2 separate regions of the Sus scrofa genome follow, and region 1 is linked to region 2. A link is a contact called in public promoter capture Hi-C data. All regions are on one chromosome and are shown on one strand. The core of a region is the stretch at or near the end of the contact, and the rest is flanking DNA. Distances in the headings are between cores, read along the strand shown. Region 1 holds the start of ATAD1 (ATPase family AAA domain-containing protein 1). Region 2 holds the start of PAPSS2 (bifunctional 3'-phosphoadenosine 5'-phosphosulfate synthase 2).

What was found. Promoter capture Hi-C pulls out the DNA fragments that hold promoters and counts their contacts.
Region 1: a contact with region 2 is called in a promoter capture Hi-C map of fetal liver, with 3 times the contacts expected there. The contact joins the promoter of ATAD1 here to the promoter of PAPSS2 in region 2. A contact is called at or near these places in 2 of 5 promoter capture datasets (fetal liver and liver), 11 of 47 Hi-C or Micro-C datasets (alveolar macrophages, blood, embryonic fibroblasts and 7 more) and 1 of 2 datasets of contacts at active chromatin or transcription factors (alveolar macrophages).

The regions. Positions count from the first base shown.
Region 1 is chr14:99,883,699-99,887,668 of Sscrofa11.1, reverse strand. ATAD1 (ATPase family AAA domain-containing protein 1) reads left to right here and starts at 2,165. Exons shown (of 12, transcript XR_002338606.1): 1 at 2,165-2,557.
Region 2 is chr14:99,716,271-99,720,135 of Sscrofa11.1, reverse strand. It overlaps PAPSS2 (bifunctional 3'-phosphoadenosine 5'-phosphosulfate synthase 2), which reads right to left and starts at 1,837. Exons shown (of 13, transcript XM_021073102.1): 1 at 1,465-1,837. The coding sequence starts at 1,491.

The DNA of each region.
Region 1 (3,970 bases), core at 916-3,415, 170 kb before region 2:
GGTGTGGGTACTCGGTTTATAACTAAACCACTAGAACAGGAATGAGCAGCAACATTTATTTGGGGACATGTAGACTATTTATGGTCACTCTTGATTACTTTATCCAACAATTTCCTTTCCTGTGCAATCATACCCCAAGAATTAAGCAGACGAATTGAATCTAGATGTAACCATATTGAGAGCTTTGCCTGATTCTAGAATTCATTTAGCATGTCCTTAGCAGGGTGATGAACTCCACATGGCTTGCCCAAGACTTTCCCTGTATTAGCATTTAAAGTCCTACATCCTAAAAACCTCCTTAACGTCAGAAAAACTGGATAGGTTGGTGACCCTGATCCTTAGAGTAAGGCAGGTGAGCTTCTTAATCAGTTGACCCAGTTTTACTCAGTGGGTGATGTAAATCCATTACCATCTTGAATTTCTTAGCTCATTTTCCTCACCCAGTGGGTATGATTATCCTAGTGGGCCATAAAATCTAAAGTTCAATAACTCTACCTTTTAGCTCTGTTAAGGCTTGTTCCCATGAGCATCCCAAGCAATGACTCAGATTGAGGATAATCCCAGAGACTCAGTGGAGAGTCTCTTCCAAGACCGTTGAACACATGGCCTGTATTTTTTTTGTAAGTATTATCCTGGCCTTATAATCATGTGCTGTTCTCCAAGTTTTATCTTCCTCTCTAAATAATCGGTCTAGTACTCTCAAACTAGCTTCCTATCAATTTTTGGGGGGAATTTTTTTTTAATGCTTGTAGACACACAAATATGGACCAAAAGGCATGGATGTAAAACATGAACCACTTATGGTATTAGATTCCATTCTGATTATCAGTTAATCCAAACACAGTTTTTAAACATTCATGCATTCCTGTCATTTCATCCTCACCCTTTAATGTCTTAAGATTTTTTCACTTCATGGTCTTACCTCTTTTACCCAGATTTTAAAATTTAACTGGTATTAAATTATTATTTCAAAGAGGAATATAAAAGTATAGGATTTGAATCAGATCCAGGTCTCAGTTTTGAAGATCTGATTTTTTTCTTCTTCTTTTTTTTCCTGGCCATGCTCCTCACATGCAGGAGTTCCAGGCAGGGATCAAACCCTAGACACAGCAGTGAACCTGAGCCATAGCAGTGACAATGCCAAATTTTTAACTGCTAGGCTGCCAGGGAGCTCCTTGGGTAACTTTTTGCCACTTGTGAGGTGCATGAACTTAGGCAAGTTTCTCTCTTTAAGCTTTACCATTTGCTCACCTATAAATAATAAATAAAAAGTGACTATTCTATTTTATTTATTCATTACTTTTTTTCCTTCTTTTTTCAGCCTCACCCTCAGCAATGGAAGTTCCCAGGCCAGGTACTGAATCCCAGAAGCAGCTGTCACCTATGCCACAGCTACGGCAACCTGGGATCCTTAACCCACTGCGCCACAGTGTAGCTCCATAATGGTTATTTTAGATGATCCGGTGTTTTGAGGAACTTAGGTTAAGGATGTACAAAGAAGCATATTGGCTGACACGCAGTACACATTCAGCAAACTGTAGCTATTATCCTCACTATAGTATCACCCCCTTGTAACAAGGGTAGCATTCACTGAATTCAACAATCGGGCTGCAGAATTTTAGCCTTGAAGGACGCTGCCTAAGGCAGAGAGGCACAAACTGTCTTCCTGGGGAGGGTGGTAAAAGGAACCGTCTCTTTGCTTCATAGTCTCACCGCCATCTGAAGGAAGTGATGCTTCTTATATCTGGGGGCAGTGTCCAATGTCGTCTCACCCCCCCCCCCCTTGCAGTCTGTGTTCAAGAGGCGCTGGCTTTCAGATACGGTCCCTGGGGACCTCTTGTGCCATGTCTCTCACTCTAGAAAGGGGAAGAGGTAAAAGAAAAAGGGAAGTCACCGCAATGCAAAACCTGTTACCAGATGCTCTATTTTGTCCCGACTACCAGCCCTGTCTGGGTGGGCTGCAGAGAAGTTTCGCAGAAAGATTTTCAGGCGCCACCGCAGGTGTTTGCGCAGACGTGGGGAGGAGGGTGAGCTCACCCTAAAAACTGAAAGACAGATGGTAAGGGGTAGGGGGTTGGGCTTGCGCGTCAGCGCTTTGGCTAACAAACGGAATAGCAGCCAGAGGGTTTGCACCCAGGGTAGGGATGTAGGGAGTGAAGGGCGGAAGTAAGGTTCCCGCAGAAGTCAACTTTTTTTTGCGGGGGGAACAGAGCACTTCTTTGCACGTTCATGAAGCCTCCCGGATTTGCCAGAGTTGCAACTGGAGCCCTAGAATACGGTAGGTGACAACCACTTGCCTCAATTCCATCCCTAAGACTCAGCAGCAAAACTCAGGCAGCTCACCCCAGCGTACAGGACACTCGACCTAACTCCAACGGAATTCCCCACTGCTACTGAAATCCGGAAACGCGCCCCCTCCAGGCCATCGGCCGCGGGTGGCGCATGCTCGGTGCGAGGGGGCGGGCCGCGGCTGCCGCCGGAAGCGTTCTTTCCCAGATGGCTTTTGCTTCCTGTGTGCGGCTCTCTGGTTCCTGCGGCCGCTGTTTCTATCCTGGGGGTGAGTAGCGGGTTTTTGCGGGGTGTCGTGGGACAGGCAAAGGGTCTGGCTGAGCACTTTTGGAACTAGCTCGGATCTAAGAAGCCCAGCTGGAAAGGTCACCTCGTCTTCTTCCCATGCCCCACCTTAGTGCCGCCTGCCAGCTTCCTGCAACCTTTGGTATCCAGCAGATTAACCTCCAAGGGCGTCCCGGGCCTCGCTTTGGCTTCCGGCCCAGCCTAGGCCTTCAGGTCTCCGTTAGCACTGCCCCCAAGAGTTACTTAGGACATTTCCAGGGACTCTCTGGAGGCAGTCGGGACCCTGCGTGGGCATGAGGTCGTCCCGGACGACCTCAGAACCGTGGTCCTGGGCAAAGGAGGTCAGAATGAGCCGAGTGTGATTGTCTGCAGGCACTGCTACTACCTAGTACAAAAGTGGAGATGTTACTTCAAGCCTGAACACGCTTTCGCAGAGGATGGTGGTGTTAACTAATAACCTGTCCTGTTTGTGAAGGTTGTCAGGCTTTCATTGTCATAGGCTGAGTTTATAGGGCCTTGGTATCTGGGAAACTGGGATTTCTGGGCTTAAGAAAAACTTTGTAAAACACTGCTGTGAATTAGAGAAATGCTATAGTATACTCTACTCTCGGTTCTTAAACTGTCACTAAACTATTCATTGTCGGGATGGTACGATTTTTAAGATTTTTACCCTGAAATGGAGAATTCTTTAAAGTGAAACTGTTTGGTATCATATTTACCTAACAACTCTGAATTAGTGTTTTGCCATATTTCTTAGTTGTACATGACACCGTCCATGTTTATGTGCAATTTGTGTATTTGTTGATCTATATGTTTATACAAAATTGGAATATAGTCTCTATTGTTTTACGCACATGCAGCTTCTATTATTTTATTTTGCTGTAGGTGTTATTACTGTAACGGCCCTACATTGTAAGCATACCATGTTTTATGAATGATAGATAAGTGTACAGTGAAGTTTATGCAGTTACAACCTCCAAGTAGTTTCAGTTTCATTTCAGGATTTTGAAGTCATTTTAAAAGAAGGATGACTATTTTAGAAGTGGCTATAGGTCCAGAGTATTGTATTGAAGTTAATAGTTAATGTAGGAAAGTATGTAGTCAACAGACATTTTGCGTCTTAATTTTTTTTTTTATGGGTTTAAAAAATCGTTTTCTTGATGGCCTGAATGTACCCATAGGAGCACTAGTTCATGTAGTTCAGTTAACATCCAGTAGATGGCAGTTTTATCACTACTAACTCAAATGAAAACTTTTTATTCCTGTATCACTAGTTAAAGTTAGTAAACCTTTATTTTACTAATTGGTTTATTTTCATCTATGAATTACATTCCCACATAATGATACCACATATTACAACTGCATTTTCAAATTTACTGTATTGGAATAAAGGCTG
Region 2 (3,865 bases), core at 588-3,087:
TTGATGCAAGCAGGGAGGTAAGAATTCAAAATCCCACTGATATAAAAAGCTACTAAGTGTCACAGTAGTTTCTCACTCAGAAGATACCATTTAGAATTTTATAGAAATTAATAAAATTAAATAGGAATAAAACCCAAGTGATTTTCACTTAACTATATTTTAAAATATAATACTGAGCATCTCCCCACTTTAAAATTACTCCTATAAAAGGCAAGTGGACCCCCACCATCCTCCCTTCTCAAATTGATGCTGCCTTTCTCCTGGCTGTTTTTGTGGGTCCAATGTGGACTCCTGAAACCACAGGGCCCCCATCCTCTTTTCCATGCTGCTCACGCCCACATTTCTAGCTCCTGCCAGGCCCCTGGATTGCCCTTCTCCAACAGAGTTTTATTTTCATCTCTCCCTCAGCCTGTCACAAATAAACCTCGAAGGTATTTCAGTAATAAATATTACATTATAATTGTGATAAACATTGATTGACCACCTACTATGTGCTAAGTACAAGTCGAACTGTTTGAGAGAGGTCAGCCCATTTAGTGACCACTATAATCATCTAAGGCTTGCAGTGTGGTAGTTAAAGATGAGTGTTCAGCAGTCAGACTCCCGGCTGGGATATAAACAAGGCTTGTGGACCACCCTGGTGTGACCTAGATGCTGTCTACAAGGCTCCTTCCACTTCTTAAGGGTCTATGGTCACTGCTGCCATCTTTAAAGATGCAAAATTATAGGAGCCCCTATCGCTAAGTGGGAAAGGAACTTTTCAATAATTCCTCTATTTCCCATTAAGGCGATGCCCAGATTAATGATGGATAAAACTAAGCCTCCTCAAAACAGTCCCCTCATATCACTCCACCAAGCTGAGGAGAGCCCCCACCCATGACTGAACTTGAGATGCCACCGGATCCCAACAGGGAGCTGAATTAAGCTAGTACCCTGCCAGTGTAGAAATGCAATTTCCTCCCTTTCGTCTAGAGAGTTGTGTTTCCTCTATGAAAGTCTGTCATTGATGTCCACCCCAAGGAAGTTCCATGGACCAAATCCTAATGACTATCGCTGACGTGTGCCCAGCGACCTAGCAGGACAGGAGTTCGGTCAGCCTACCACCCGCTGGACACGCGCGGAGCTGGAAAAGGCGGGTCTGAAAAAGCTCTTAGGGGAAGAAAGGAAATTTCCTCTCTGGTCCTCTCTCTTGATGGAGACCCACGTTGCCACCTCCGGAGGTCCATCCCGGCCGTGACGACCCCAAGGGGCGCAGGGCGGAGAGGGAGTGCCCGGCGAGGGCTGCCCCGGGAATCCCAGCCTCTCCTCGCCCTCCTGCTTCCCTCCTCCTCCTCCCGGCGCTCCAGCCTCTGCGCCCTGGCTGCTCGCCTCCTCCCGAAGAGGATGGGATCCGAGCGTCCCCGGGGTCGGGGGTCGGCGCCGGCGATCGGAGGGGAGGAGGAAGGCAGGCGACTCGAAGCCTACCGTCTTCTGTTTCTTGACCCCGGACATGCTGGCTGGCTGCGGCGGTGCCCGGCGCGCTGGAACTCGGAGCCCAGCTCCTGGGAGCGTAGACGCTAGGACGCTCGGTGGCGGCGGCAGCGGTGTAGGCAGCAGCTGCTGCCGGACTCCCGGGAAGGAGGTATAAAAAGGCTCCACAGACACGTCGCACTTCCCTTGACCGGCCCCCTCCTCCTACTCCTCCTCCTGCCGCGTTCCTCTCCGCCCCGTCTGCTCCGCCAGCAGCGCCCGGCCCAGGGGACCCGGCCGCCGCCTGGGCGGGGTCCTGGGCCCGGCCCCCAACTCGCGGGAGCGGATCCGCCAGCCCGTGTCAAAGACTGGACCTTGCAGCCGAGAGGGACGGAGCGACACGCCCCGCGCTCAGCTGGATGTCAAATTCGCCCTCCCCCTTCCCACTCCCGGCGGCTGCCAGAGCGTCCCCCACCTCCCACCCCACCCCCACGCATCTCCAAGGAGGGTTTCCTGCCTCTGCGACCTGCCTGAATCCGCCTGGTTTGTAGGCAAGGTCCTCAGTGGGCACCGATGCCCAGCTTGTTTTCATCTGCCGTAATAACAGCAGCAGATAACATTTTTGGTTCTCACTCTGCTCTCCACTGACCTCTGCCTTAAGCCTTCTGTGCCCGCGCTACAGGCATTGAGTCTTACTTTCTCCCAGGAAGTGGTTGAGGCTTTCAGACTTCCTCATGGTCATGTTCCAAGAAAGGGGACTGAAACCCAGGCTGTCAGCCTCCTTCTACCCCCGCGTCATCATCTATGACAACGATGAAATGGTGAGGCGCAGCTGTGGGACTAAGGGGTTCACATGCATTCATTCCTTTGGAACTCACAGTATTTTCTTCATGTTGCAAATGGGCCAGCTGAGGCACTGCTCCTACTCACAAAGTTGAGTAAGCAAGGCCAGCCTCGGAAATGGGCAGTGGTAGCCCAGGGACTTATTTTAGTCCAGCCCCCAAAGCATTCCCTTAGGACAGCTGTGTGTTTGGCAACCCGGATGGGCCCTGAGGTGAAAAAGTAAGAGGCTCAAATTGATAAGGCTTATGGCCTATACCTTAGGGCTCCAAGTTAAGGGCAACTCTCTTAACTCAAATGTCTGGGAGAAGCAGAAGTTCAGAAGGAGAAGCTATGGTTAGTGACAAGTACCTTGAGAGCAGTCATAAGGCCTCACACCCGCCTCTGTACCTTAACTCTTTGCACAATGTCACAAACAGATCAATAGACAGTAAAGGGCAAAAGAACCAAGAAGAATGCCCAAAGGCCATAGTGCCCATTACAACTTTGCTTTTCCTTCTTCGAAAAGACTGGAGAAGTGTTATCTTAAGGAGACAGGGGTTGGAACTTCTCTTTCGCACCTAATTTTATTTTTGGAAGACTGCCAGCTTTCAGACAGACACTGAAGATCTAAGCATTCATTCATTGACTACCTTTCTCCATGGGAAGGTGGAAAAGAAAAATAAATTAGGAATCAAAAACTTAAAAGGCTGCCTACATGTTGGTCCAGTTTTGAAATATCAGTATATTTATTTTCTTACTCATTTGGAATAAGCTGCCACCACTCCCTTCAACTGTGAGCAGCTAGAGGGCAAATGCTGGGTTTGAGTTTCTGTTCTGCACACAAACTAGCACACTTTGAATTTATGGAATTTAAATAGTAACATCCCATTCTAATTTTATTAGGAAAATCCTTTGGTATCTGTTCCAACAATATTTGAACTCTGCCAGATCCTGCCCTACGAGAAAAGGTAAATTAAGTATGGGTGGAGATAGAGGAATTGATGTATGTATGTGTTTCCTATTGCTTCTTTAAAAGCTGTGTTCTTGCAACAGAAGGAAGTTAAGGGAAAATCTGTCATGGCAACTTCCTGGAAAAGAAATGTATAATTGTTCAGACCTTGGAGGAAGTTTTGAGGTCATTTGTCCAGTTTCCTTACAGGTGGGCAATGTAAAACTGGTGCTGAGAGAGGGGAGGTAAGCTAACCCTAGTCAGTAGTTAGGGGCAGTTTTGAGTTAAACCCAGGTCACTGGGCTCCCCATATACAGTGATTCACTCAGCCTCTAGGTCAACTATTTCAAGACCCCTATGATAACTGTAAATTGGGCAGTTTGTACTCTTTTGGATTTAATTAATTTTCAAATAGTACTTTGGAACAGATATTCTTTTATTATTTCCAAAGACTTGGGAAATAGGTGACCTTAGCTCCCTTGGATCCAGGCTGCATTGTTTCAGATCCTGTACCTTCACAGATCATCAGTTTAGTTGGAGTTCAGCATGGCCACTCACTGAAAAGTTAAATAATCATTCTTTTTTATTTTCCCAGGGTCTTTCTTTTAAAAATGATATTTGGAATTCTTTTTCATCTCACTATTC